Linked DNA regions of Zea mays: regions 1 and 3 are each linked to region 2. Evidence: chromatin contacts called from public Hi-C data. All regions are on one chromosome and are shown on one strand. Each heading gives the region's core, a stretch centred on a gene start, on an enhancer-like site or on the middle of the called end of the contact. The rest is flanking DNA. Distances are from core to core; before and after follow the strand shown.

Evidence for each region. A called contact is a pair of places that touch in the nucleus more often than the background predicts.
Region 1: a contact with region 2 is called in a Hi-C map of leaf, with 5 times the contacts expected there. The contact joins the promoter of LOC100192010 here to the promoter of LOC100383186 in region 2. A contact is called at or near these places in 6 of 25 Hi-C or Micro-C datasets (bundle sheath, ear, leaf and 1 more).
Region 3: a contact with region 2 is called in a Hi-C map of leaf, with 2.8 times the contacts expected there. The contact joins the promoter of LOC542139 here to the promoter of LOC100383186 in region 2. A contact is called at or near these places in 9 of 25 Hi-C or Micro-C datasets (bundle sheath, ear, leaf and 3 more).

What each region holds. Positions count from the first base shown.
Region 1 is chr3:202,896,728-202,900,726 of Zm-B73-REFERENCE-NAM-5.0, forward strand. It overlaps LOC100192010 (50S ribosomal protein L13, chloroplastic-like), which reads left to right and starts at 2,202. Exons shown (of 4, transcript NM_001137434.3): 1 at 2,202-2,532; 2 at 3,016-3,201; 3 at 3,768-3,938. The coding sequence starts at 2,308. LOC100285659 reads left to right here. Exons shown (of 6, transcript NM_001158550.2): 2 at 1-200; 3 at 287-463; 4 at 556-711; 5 at 863-1,139; 6 at 1,246-1,887. The coding sequence ends at 1,502.
Region 2 is chr3:203,212,373-203,216,949 of Zm-B73-REFERENCE-NAM-5.0, forward strand. LOC100383186 reads left to right here and starts at 2,846. Exons shown (of 1, transcript NM_001175849.1): 1 at 2,846-4,371. The coding sequence starts at 2,913. The coding sequence ends at 3,929.
Region 3 is chr3:203,527,507-203,531,609 of Zm-B73-REFERENCE-NAM-5.0, forward strand. It overlaps LOC542139 (cellulose synthase 11), which reads left to right and starts at 2,475. Exons shown (of 13, transcript NM_001111766.2): 1 at 2,475-2,717; 2 at 2,807-2,916; 3 at 3,026-3,077; 4 at 3,171-3,318; 5 at 3,998-4,103. The coding sequence starts at 2,549.

The DNA.
Region 1 (3,999 bases), core at 952-3,451, 320 kb before region 2:
GTTTGGCAAATGTGGTGTTCCCGGAGGGTACAAGACTCGATTCTGTGGTGAGCAGAATCACGTACAAAACTGATGACGATGACTATGACACATACCACTCCGAAGCAAACTCTACATATTTACTGCAACATGCGGAAGCAACAAGGTTCGACCTGTTTACAGGATTTCAGACACTTGCTGAAAGAGAAGATAGCTTCAAGGTCGTAAGGCTTACTTATGCGTACTGTTTTGATGTCACAAAGTTGCGCCTCCCTGACATGTTTAATGTGTTTCCATACTTCTGCAGGTGAATGAGACTGTTAGTGTGCACTGTGGTTTCTACAGCGACAATGGTGGCTTCAAAATTTCTGAGGAGGACAGGAGATACATGAGAGCCTGTAAAGTTGTTGTGTCTACCTGTGCATTTGGTGGTGGGGATGATCTATATCAACCTATTGGAATGGCCAATTCTTCTATTGGCAGGGTATTGCATTCTCCATTATTTTCAGAATTGAATGTCAGAGTAAGCCATCATTTGATGATTATACAAGTTCGCATGGTCTTATGTTAAAGCAGGTTTGCTATGTTGCTTTCTGGGATGAAGTGACACTAGCAGCTCAGGAAGCTGAAGGAAAGGTAATTGGTGATGATAGCATGATAGGAAGGTGGCGGATCATTGTTGTCAGGAGCCTCCCTTTTGTAGATCAACGATTAAATGGGAAGATACCAAAGGTAGAAATCTTAAGATGTCATAATCTATCCTCTGTACCAATTTGTCATGATAGAAATTCTCATTCTCACTTTCCTAAGCCTGATATTTTATTTTTAGGATTGGGAAACAAAGTGTGTTCAGATACTAAATCACTTAACATGATTTTTGCAGATGTTGACTCATCGCCTTTTCACAGAGGCAAGGTACTCTATATGGGTTGACTCTAAATACCAATTACGAAGAGATCCTATAGGAATGCTTGAAGCTCTTCTTTGGAGGACAAACTCTACATTTGCTATCTCTGAACATGGAGCACGGAGTAACATATATGATGAGGGGAAAGCTATTGTTCAAAAGCACAAGGCTACCCCTGAAGAGGTAGAGGTACAATTGACTCGGTATCGTCAAGATGGAATGCCGGACACAAAAAGATTGCACGGACTGAAAGGTCAGTCTGTTAATCTTTCTCAAACAATTGTTCTTTTGCTCCTGTGGAATATCTCTGTATATGTTTTCCGAACTGTTATAATGAATTTACCCGTTTGATTTTTCAGCTCTAGCCGAAGCCTCTGTTATTGTGAGGGAACTCACCCCTGCAACGAACCATTTCATGTGTGCTTGGTTTAATGAAGTGGTTCGCTTCACATCTCGTGATCAGCTCAGTTTTCCATACGTTTTGTGGCGGCTAAACATGCATGGATTGAGCATGTTTCCTGTATGCACTCGCAGGGATCTTGTGAATAGTTTGGGTCACACAAGGAAAGTAAAACCTCTTACACAGACAAATTCAGGGTCTTCTACTACTTCGTAACCTTCCTCCCAGTTCATTTGCTGGTAGCCAACTAACCATTGATTTACATATGGTTCTAATCGTCGATACTCGACATCTCTGGTTCACAATTTTGTTGTTGTATATTATCATCTTTGCGTTCTTCCTGCGAGGGAATCCTGGATCTGAACCAGAAACACGTTAAGCTGTTGCTTCACTGCAACGCAATCACACGATGTTGCCACTATATATGTAAAAGATATGCTTTCTTTGGTTAGAAGAGAATGAACACTTTTCTGCCTCCTTTCCGTTTCCTGATGGAACATGTGAAAATGGTGTCCGTTATCAATTAATTCGGCTTCTGCTGCTGATGGTTGTCGCGGAAACTAGCAGCAATGGAAGTTCTGTTCCCGTCATTTTATTTGGACTCGAGAATTTCTCTGATTACCGATGTTTCTAATTGGTACTTGAACAGCGGAATCGTTTGAAAAAAATATGGTCCTGTCTGAAGCTATATTTTGTTAATGCAGCTCCCTTTGCCCAATAGTAATACATTGAATTTCTTTTTTTTAGATGGAATTATGGAACCGCCATTATTCTGAGTTTGGGAAGAGTTTCAAAGGAAGCGTTTAAATCTCAGATGAGCTGATAAGGTGTCGTAATGGGCCAAATCTGCATTTCGTTCTGAGCCCATGAAGCCCATATGTTCTTGTTAACCTTTCCCTGTTCTTTGTCTCCTATCCCCTTATCCGCTTGACGCTCCCCACTGCGCCTAAAAATGGCCGCGTCCCACTGAACCAACCGTCTGCACATCCTCCTCCTGTTGCCGCTCGCTCGCCGTGCCGCAATGGCTACGGCCGTCGCCTCCCATACGTTGCTCTCCTCCGCCTTCGCCCCGCGCCACTACCACCGCCGCCTGACCCGGACCGCGTCCGTGGGGCCGCGCCGGGCCGCCCCGGTGGGACTGGCCGTGCGGTGCGAGAAGAGCGACAAGCAGAAGAGGCAGCCGCTCGCCGCGCTCGTGCCCCGCGAGCAGCGCTTCATGTTCGAGGGAGACGAGCTCTGCGGCCCCGTACGACGCTCTCTCTTCCTCTCTTGAAACAATGTGCACATTTTCACAGCTCGTTTTGCAGGATTGTAACCCTGGACTGACAGTGTCCATCCTATTTTGTTCATGTTTCACCGTGGCCATCTTAATCCACCTCAGAGGCTTCGACTATCCTTTTATGTGCATGATGAAGGGCAATCAAGTTACAATAGAACTGCGTACATTATATATGTTATCTGCCATGTGCCATCATATCCAAAATTACCCATGGGCTGTTTGTGGTGAGAGAGAATTCATTAAAAATGAGCTTAATTGGACATGCAAGTCAAAGTGAACTGATGGTTGCCAACCAGCCTGTTCATAATTGTGACTTGTTTAGGATCAGTTACTAATACTATGGGTACAAAGTGAATGGTTTGTTTGTACTATGCCTTGTTCTTTCTTCTAATGAATTACTCCACAAGTAATTGTGTCTACTGAAATCTGATTCAGTGATTTAATTTGCAGGACATATGGAATACAACCTGGTATCCTAAGGCTGCAGATCATGTAACTACCGAGAAGACATGGTATGTTGTTGATGCAACAGACAAGATCCTAGGCAGGCTAGCATCCACCATTGCAGTACATATCAGGGGAAAGAATGAACCCACTTACACTCCTAGTGTAGACATGGGAGCTTTTGTTATTGTGGTAAGCGTTCTCTCAATACCTATAGTGTTTGGAATCCCTACAGTTAACAGGTAGCCAGCTAACAAATTGTTAGCTGGGTTGAGCCAGCTAATGAACTAATTGTTAACTGTGAGTTAGCTAACAATTAGTTGTGGGTGTTTGGAACCTGTATAGCTAATTTTAGCAGCTAACTATTAGCTGTAGAGGTTCCAAACAGGGCCTTAGTATACATGCTTTACTTCCCTCAGATTATTTGGTACTGAGGTGAGTAACCTTCCTCAAATAATCTTCAACTGTAGTTGTGTTTAATGTTTATGTTAGCATAGTCCTTTTGTGACTGGTGCATCTCTAAAGGCTCATTACCACGTATTCCCTCAGTTCCAAGTTATAAGACTTTTTGGATTTTTTTTGGATCCATTACTTTTGCTACGCACTTAGACATAATTCATGTCCAGATATTTAGTAACAACTATGTATCTAGAATTACCAAAACATCTTATAATTTGGAACAGATGGAGTAGATGATATGCATTATTGTGTTACACTACAATGCTGAGAGTCATTAACAACCTTTTCTATTCACATAGGTCAATGCAGATAAGGTTGCTGTTTCTGGTAAAAAGCGGTCACAAAAGCTTTATAGGAGGCACTCCGGAAGGCCTGGAGGGATGAAAGAAGAAACTTTTGACCAACTTCAGAAAAGAATTCCAGAGAGAATCATTGAACATGCGGTTCGTGGCATGCTCCCCAAGGGAAGGGTAAGAAAAAACATCTACTAGCTGATTGCCTCAGGTCTACATGTTCTCTTTCTCGTTTTAG
Region 2 (4,577 bases), core at 1,596-4,095:
AATAACACTTTAACCGTTATTAATCATTATCAACAATCTACATGTTCTCAGTAAATTCTTCTTAGGAGCACTTGGTCTCTATCTGCAGTTAAAAACATAGTTTTGGTAAGAACCATGAAGATAAAAAATAGATTTGCATGTTAGCATCGTCCCGGTGAAGGGCAACACAACTTTAAAAAATTAGCTAAATTTACTGATTTAGCTACTTATAAAATAGATTTTTTTAAAAAGTAGACTAGTCCAAGACCTCTCTAAATTCATAATTATGTATGGCTAACGAAGCAGACATAGAGCTAAGGTATAAGGGAGACACTTTTCTTCTAATAATAACTAAATTTAACTTTACAAAACTATTTATCTAGTCTATTAAAGTTTCTGAGCACATGCAGTTCACACTGATCGAGCATGATTTTCGGATGGACAAGATCGGAGAGAACCGGATGGTGGCTGCGGAAATTCGCTCGCTGTGCCGGGAGACAATTGCCTATTGGTCACCGCTGCTCATGGGCCGTACGGTTGAACCCATGCGGACAGAACAACTGGGCCTCGTTGGGCTGTTGTTCCGGGAAAGCAATTTTTCCCCTTGCAATTCTTTGTGCTCTACAAACCACGGAAAGGGTTAGGATCGTCAATCGTGTGTATCAATTATCGAAAGCACATTTCAGAACCCGAACCAGGCCGCATCTTCATTTTTTTTAAGATTCTTGTTTCAAATAAAAAAACTTTAAACTTTATGCCGGAAAGTTAAATTATTTGTCGGGTGAATTGACAGTCATAAAGGTGAAAGCAAGACGACCACAGACCAGCAGCTAGTCTAGACTGGACTATACCTGCATATTCTGCGCAAACGCCTCGACTAGGTTACATGTTTTGCAGCTATCAAACCTACTATATATCATTTCACATCCTCGGATTCAAAATTTCAAACATGGTACTAGTGTGCCGTAAACGAAAACCGGACGGGAAGGAGCCCCACCCCCAATCTACTCTACTCCGATTCGAATTCTTGAGGCACGCTGCATTGCATGGCTAAAAGTGAGCCTACAGCTTTGCTACGGCAGGAAAAAAAAGGACAACAAAAAGGGAGACGGCGATTTTTTGAACGGAGACGACCGAGCACATGCACATGGACGAGAGTACGAGACCGCCGATGATGAATCGACTGCCCTGGCGGCATGTGTCTGATGAATGGATGAATTAAAGACGTTGCTATCAGAAGAGCTTGCCTTTTGGGATGCATGGAGCCATGGACCAGCTGACTGACCTGCACTGCATTGCATGCCCGGGTGCCACAGAACAGAGCCGTGTCATGTGTAAGCGCTGCGCTGGGCATGTAGCTTGAACCAAAGGTGTACTAGACCTCGCCTCGTCCGACCGACGCCAAGCAGACCACGCGTACTGGAAAGCGGAAACCTCTGTAGTAGGCTTGTAGCATTGTGAGACAGTAATGCGACCTCCGCAACACAAGCATTAGTTGTGAATACTTCATTCACAGAAACAGCGTGCCGCGCGCATCAGAAGCTTTTAGAAGCACGCAGGCGGACCTCGATCAGTCTTTTTTACTGCTTACCGTCCCCAGAAGTTTGTCGCATCGCCGCATCTGCTCAGGACCATCGGTTTTTTTTTTTACTTTTTACTCCTTTACTATTACCATGGACCGCCGTCGTGTCGCCGGTCAGAAAACTGGAAAAGGCGCCGGGTGGCAGGACGCCCGGACGCCGTTCGATTCAAACAATGAAGCCGCGAGGCCAGGCGGTGCTCGCTTCGGCTTCGCTGCTGCGCACCAGCAGAGGCGGCGCAGCGAGAAATAACGGGAACAGTAGCCGGGAGCAGACATGTCCGAATTTCCCAATCTGCGCTGCGCGTGTCTGCCACTGCCACTCGCGCGCTGCTTCTGCACTTCTGTGCGACTGTCTGTCGGTGGGTGGCGCGAGCTCCTCCGCCTCCGGGATGAGAAGAAGAAACGCATGGCGCGTGGCGGTGTTTTTGTGTGTGCATGCATGGTCCATGGGCCATGGGGTGTGTGTGTGTGTGAGGTTGCTCGTTGGAGGTGCTTTGTGTGTCTGTCGTTGTGTGCCAGTGCCACGACCAGCAATTGGAGGAGCGTGCACGCAAAGATGGCCCTAGCGAAATCCATGCGCGCAGGCCGCAGGCGCACGCACGCACGCACGCACGCAAAGGTCTGTCGGGCGGGTCACACCGGATCTTAAGCAGTTGAACTAGTGCCAGCCATGCACAGCCAATCTCCTGATCTGATATTAGGTGGGACGATGTCCAAGATCTTGGTAAGCACAGAATCCGCCCGCACACTCGCTCGGGCCCATGTTCCGGCAGGCACTGCACATACTCCTGCAAGGCTGCAGTGCGGTACGACCGGCACTTGTTCTTTAATCTGCATGGCCCCCCTATTAGAAAAAAAGAAGAAGAAAAAACAGCGAGAGATAGTAGCAGCACGCTGTTACACTTGTACTCCTTTCCTGCCCAGAGGGCTTCAAAATCACTGGCATCAATCACGGAAATCAATCAGCCATAGCCCAGGAGCACGCATGCACGAGAAAGAAGCGCCGAGAAAGAAAAAAAGTGAAACAGGCACTTTCGCCCCTACTTCTTGTGGCGTGGCAGAAAGCTCTCACCACTTCACAGTTCAAAACTCAAGTTGCGTTGCAAATCTCTTTCTTTCGTTTTGTTCTACGGAAAGTTGCAAATCTCCGATAGCACCCAGACGGCTCACGGCCACACCAACCACCTCACATTCCCCATGAGCCTTGAGCCCGCCAAAAACCTCCCACTTTAAAATCCCAGCCCCTCTCAAACACTGCCCTGCAGCCTCCAAGGTGAAGAGCCAGCCAAAGCGCCCAAGCTACGAAACGCCAACTCGTCAAGAACCCCAGTTGTTGCCCGGCCGCGCAGCCATGAGGTGGGGACTTAGAAGCAGCTGTAAGCAACGGCACAAGGAATCCCTGCAACCACTGGAGCAAGAGAGCAAGGGGAAGAGCAAGGCCAGCTTCTCGTCCTTCTTGCCCCTGGCATGGCTTGCCAAGCTCACGGCCAGGAACGGCGTGCCCGCTACCAAGGTCGTGCATGCGACGTCGTCCGCGGCGAAGAACACGGCTCAGGCCGCCACCGCATTCCCGTCCTGCTTCCACAAGCCCGCCAGCCCCAGCACCGCGTCGGCGTCGCGAAGCAGCCTGAGCCTGGCCTCTTCGTCATCATCCGCCGCCGACGCAGAGGCAGCCGGCATTGTCCCTTGCCGTCGCGACGACGCTACCGGCGGGGACACGGTGGCAGGCATCGCCCCGCGCCGCCGCTCGGTGGGCAACGATGACGCCAGGACCGAGGCCGCGACCGCGACCGCGCGGCAGCTGTACCACAGTCGTCGCCACTACTCGGTCGGTGGCGACCGCGACCTTCCTCACCTCGGCCACCTCGTCTCCCTCTCCCCGAACCCGAAGGCGGCGCCGCCGACACCGGCGCCGGTGCGGACGCTGACGCCGACGCTGCCCCCACTGCCTTCCGATTCCGACACGGACGAGGAGAAGCGGACGACGGCACGGAACCGCCGGCGCCGGCGCCGGCGCGCCGTCAGCGGGCGGCGGTCGTTCTCCTCGGCGAAGGCCACGGTGCGTGTGCGCTCGCCTAGGCCGCCTGCCGCGGCGGTGTCGGAGCTGGAGCGGTTCGCGGTGGTGCGGCGGACGCGGGACCCGCATCGCGCGTTCCGGGCGTCCATGGTGGAGATGATCGCGAGCAAGCGCATGGTGGGGCGTCCCGACGAGCTGGAGACGCTGCTGGCGTGCTACCTGTCGCTCAACGCCGACGAGCACCACGACTGCATCGTCAAGGTCTTCCGGCAGGTCTGGTTCGAGCTCAACAACGCCTCCCGTGCCACTGCCACCGCCCCGCCGCAGCGCACTGCGCACCTGAGCGGCTGAGCCTGCTGGCTGCTGCCGTGCTACCAGACCACCAACCGGCTCGGAATCCGCACCGCACCCCTGCGGGCGTCGGCATCCATCATGGCGTGTCCGGAGCCGACGTGGACGCTGATTTCCACGCGTTATTTTTCTGGGCCTACGTGCCGACGTGGCCTTTTCACGCGTGGCCGCGGAAAAGCTGTGGCCTGTTGCTGTGAGGGCGTACCCGCCCTCGCTTTTGAGGTGCTCTGTTGTTTGCGGGCGTGCGCGCACTGCAGTATTGCGTGCTTCTTGAGTCTTGAGTATTGTGTGTTTGTCAGCCCAGCTTCAGGTAGTGAAATGCATGAAAGGGACAAAAATAACGCTACTCGTTTCATGCACTTGGAACCGTATGCTCCAGTCCTGTAATTTGGCGGCATGTATCGCATGCAAAAGATTCCAAGATCTCCAGTTTCTAGAGTTCAAATAGCTGCCGACTTCCGGCTTTTGTTTGAAAGTGTGAACAGTTGATGTGGCCAGAGGCACCAGGCCTCACAGTTTTCCAGGTTCTTTTTTCTCCTTTCACTGTTTTCGTTTTTGTTCGTTTGTTGTTTTATATTGTGGACGTAAGGAAGGACACGCAACTCATAGGGCTGTGCGTGAAGTCCTGAACTCGCAAATTGTTCAGGA
Region 3 (4,103 bases), core at 1,225-3,724, 310 kb after region 2:
CCGACATGGAGGACATGACCTCTACTGCGTCCAGGGGATGGACGTCCTTACTTTAGAGGGTGGCCCGTCCCACCTTAGGGACGCTGAGTAAACTCCAACGTCTCAGCCCAAGGTGGGGGACTGGTGTCAGACCTCATCATGCTTGTTGTGTCCTCCAAACACCTCATGGCAGGGGGTAGGTCCGACGATGATGAGGGGGGAGCGACACTGGTGGCGTCGCATCCTCCCGCGCCCTTGGTTACATCAGGGTGTCGTGCGGGGAAGGAGCCAGTGTCAGTTCTCCTCCCCCCCTACGCCTCTAGCGACGGATGTACGTCATGCGATGCCTCAAGCGTAATCGCAAACACAGACGGCCTTTGTGTCATCGAGGTGTCGCTATGGGAGAAATACGGAGGCGGTTCCCTATCTCGTGCCTTTTGCGGCCGCGCTGAAGAAGACAACCACGGGGAAGCGCTCCTCCAGGTATATTGGTTTTCTCCACTCTGCTCCTTTTTATCCCATGCTCTCGTGCTTGATCCATGTTTTTCTTCTTGTTCCCCTTGCCAACACATATGTGTTGTACAATATGGTGAAGGGCGCGACCCTTGCAACGAATGGGGGGTGCTTGCCTTACGTTGCAAGTGATGGCAACTTCTTCGATCGTCGTGGCCTCCCTGCCTGTTGACACAATGGTCGACCCTCCTATGGCGGGAGTGCCGACCTCTCCAACAGCTCAAGAGTTGGTTGGCGCGACTGTCCTCGAGGTGGTCCTCCTTGATGCTCCTGCCGTAGCATCCAACCTAGAGAGAGTCTCGTTGCCGGGGTTGACGGCTCAGGGTGGAGGTGACGTTCATCACCCTGTCACCGACATCCTAGGGCATCTTGCCCCTGAGTGCTGTGGTGGCGGTCGGTCAATTCGGGTTGGCGTCATCGTCCATGGAGGTTATTGGGTCCCAGGTGTGTCCTCCACCGACCGTCGTCGCTTCAACTTCTGCGAGGGTTGTGTCGTATGTTGTGCACGAGGGGAGTCGCGAGGGCCTTCCACTGCCCCTCGAAGGCTTGGAGGCAAGGGAGACTAAGGTGGAGGAGTGGCAGTGCATTGGATAGGCCTCGACCCGGGGTGGCATGAGCCTGGAGACCATCGAGCACATGCTTGGTAATTTTGGAGAGGCAATTTTGATTGCTTGGGCGTCGATGACTCGAGATTTTGTTCCTTTTGGTCTGATGAGCGTCGCAAGGTAGGAAGAACAGAAGCCAAGCCCACAGGGACAGGAAAAATGCACTGCAGCAAGACGCGCGCGTGTATATATAAGCACGAGGCAACCTAACCAGTAATCTATTGCCCTTTCAAAGGACTCTGTTTTTTTATTTCTGCCTCTTCTGAATTTTCCGAAGACATGAGCTTCTAGCCTGTTGCAAGTGGTAAATCCCTTGTGCTTGAAGGCTGCAATATAGTGGTTCCGTTGCAACACACGGGCACTCATCTAGTTTCTTATAAGCATAAAAAAAGCAGGATCATCTCATTGATTTTTTAGGATAAACTCATAATTGAGGATAAGTCAATCAGTTATACTGAACATTATGTTGCATAACATGTAGATAAGGACACGAAAACATAGAAAGTTTCTCAGTTATATTTACCCATCAACATGAAATAAAAAACAACAAAGATGTCATAGTGATGTTTGTTTCAACTTACCAAGGGTGACCATGTCGTATTTATAATAATATTATATATTTATATCGTCAATAGAATATTAGTGTTACGGTGATATTTTAGCACACCGATTTTTTATATCATACTGATGTTTATCGTTTTGTATCTATATTTTATATTTGTTTTATAATAATATTAGATATTTATTTCGTCAATAGAATATTAATGTTATGATGATACTTTACTATATTGATTTTACATATGATAGTGATGTTACTCCTTCCGTATCTATATTTTATATTAGTTTTTATCTCCTGGCAACACGGTCACAACAGAAGAGAAGTTTTTCAGACCGATTCCAGGATCGATTTTTTTTTTATATCTGGGCTAAGACATCAGGTAGAGATTGTTTAACCTTTGCGGCTTTCCGCACTGACGGACCCACCCCCACCGCATCAACGGAACCTACCAACCACCCCCGTGCTCCGACCCCCCATCTGCCCGTCTTCCAGGTTACGCCCCGCGCGGCCGCGCGCGCGGAAGCTGTATCACCCCACCCGTCGACGTCGTCTTCGCTTCGAAACCCCGCAAAACCCCGCGGAAAAAACCCACCTGCTGCACGCACGCACCCCCTCCCTCTCCCTCCCCATGGCGCCTCCCCTCACCCAACTCTTTGCTTCCATTCTTTCCATCCACCCGCCAATGCGACGCCGACGCCGCAACTCCACCCACCGCCTGCCAGCGCCACCTCACCGCACCGCTTCCATCACCCCGCGATCATGGGCTACCGCTATATCACCACGCCTCCAACCTCCGGCACGCTTAGCCTCTCTCTCCCATTCTCTCACACCCAACACCCAGCTATCACACCCTGATCCCCGAGGCCGCGCGTCGGGGTGAGGAGGAGGGGCCATGATGGAGTCGGCGGCGGCCCAGTCCTGCGCGGCGTGCGGGGACGACGCGCGCGCTGCCTGCCGCGCGTGCAGCTACGCGCTCTGCAGGGCGTGCCTCGACGAGGACGCCGCCGAGGGCCGCACCACATGCGCGCGCTGCGGAGGGGACTACGCCGCTATCAACCCAGGTGCGTCGCGAGTATCGGAATCGTACTGTTTTCTTTTGCCGGTTTTCGGGAGGTAATGCTAACGTGTATGCGACCGCTCTCTGTTCCAGCGCGCGCCAGCGAGGGAACCGAGGCGGAGGAGGAGGTGGTGGAGAACCACCACACCGCCGGTGGCCTGCGTGAGAGGGTCACCATGGGCAGCCACCTCAATGATCGCCAGGTGGTTTTCCCCTCTCTGTTTGTTCAGTTCAGTGTGCCACTGCAACTGATGTCTCTAGAAAACTCTGGTCATTTTTTACTTTGTGGGTAACTGAGTTTTGCTGGAATAGGATGAAGTAAGCCACGCCAGGACCATGAGCAGCTTGTCGGGAATTGGTAGTGGTAAGGTTACTTGCTTCATAATTTACGTCCTGTTTCCTTTGTTTCTGATGGTGTGGGGGTAGTGAAATTTCAACCCTTACTATGAATTTGCAGAATTGAATGATGAATCTGGTAAGCCCATCTGGAAGAACAGGGTGGAGAGTTGGAAGGAAAAGAAGAATGAGAAGAAAGCCTCGGCCAAAAAGACTGCAGCTAAAGCACAGCCTCCGCCTGTCGAAGAACAGATCATGGATGAAAAAGAGTAAGGATGAAGCGTCCATTTATAGATCTTTCTTTATGACTCGTTGAGGTGCCTATCCTTCTCCATGCATAGAGTGATATTATAAATGAACTGCGAATGTTAAATGATACTTGATTAGGTGAAACTAAGAATGCTTTTAGCTGATCATTGTTCTAATATAATGGCAACATTGAGGTTCTCTCACATACGTCAAAGTTAGCTTTATCTTACTAGATCCCAGAACTTGTGTGATGAAATTGAACTTGCTGTGCCGTGTATATACTGTTTTTAGGACATTAAAGCATGGACTTCGCTATACTGGAGTAGAAATTAGTAAACCAAAGCACTGAAATAATTGTGGATGGTGACATACATATTTATGTTTCATATCTCATTATCAGGCCTCATTTTAACCTAACTCAACACGACGACACCTCAATCAGATACTAAGCCTGGCCTATTGACATTTATTTATTTAGTACCACTAGCGTTTCCCAAGATCTGGTTTTCTGTTCAATCTAGCACAAGTGAACTCTATCCTAGCCTATTTCGCAATATTTTTAACTCTGTACCTAATTTCTGATAAGATGCCTGAAAGGTCTCAATCTCATCATTTATTGTTTGAAGCCTTTGTGATAACTTTCACTAAAATGTGACGTTTCTATCTCTGTACATGTTGTAACAACAAACAATTTTGCAGCTTGACAGATGCATATGAGCCACTCTCCCGGGTCATCCCAATATCAAAGAACAAGCTCACACCTTACAGAGCAGTGATCATTATGCGGTTAATTGTTCTTGGGCTC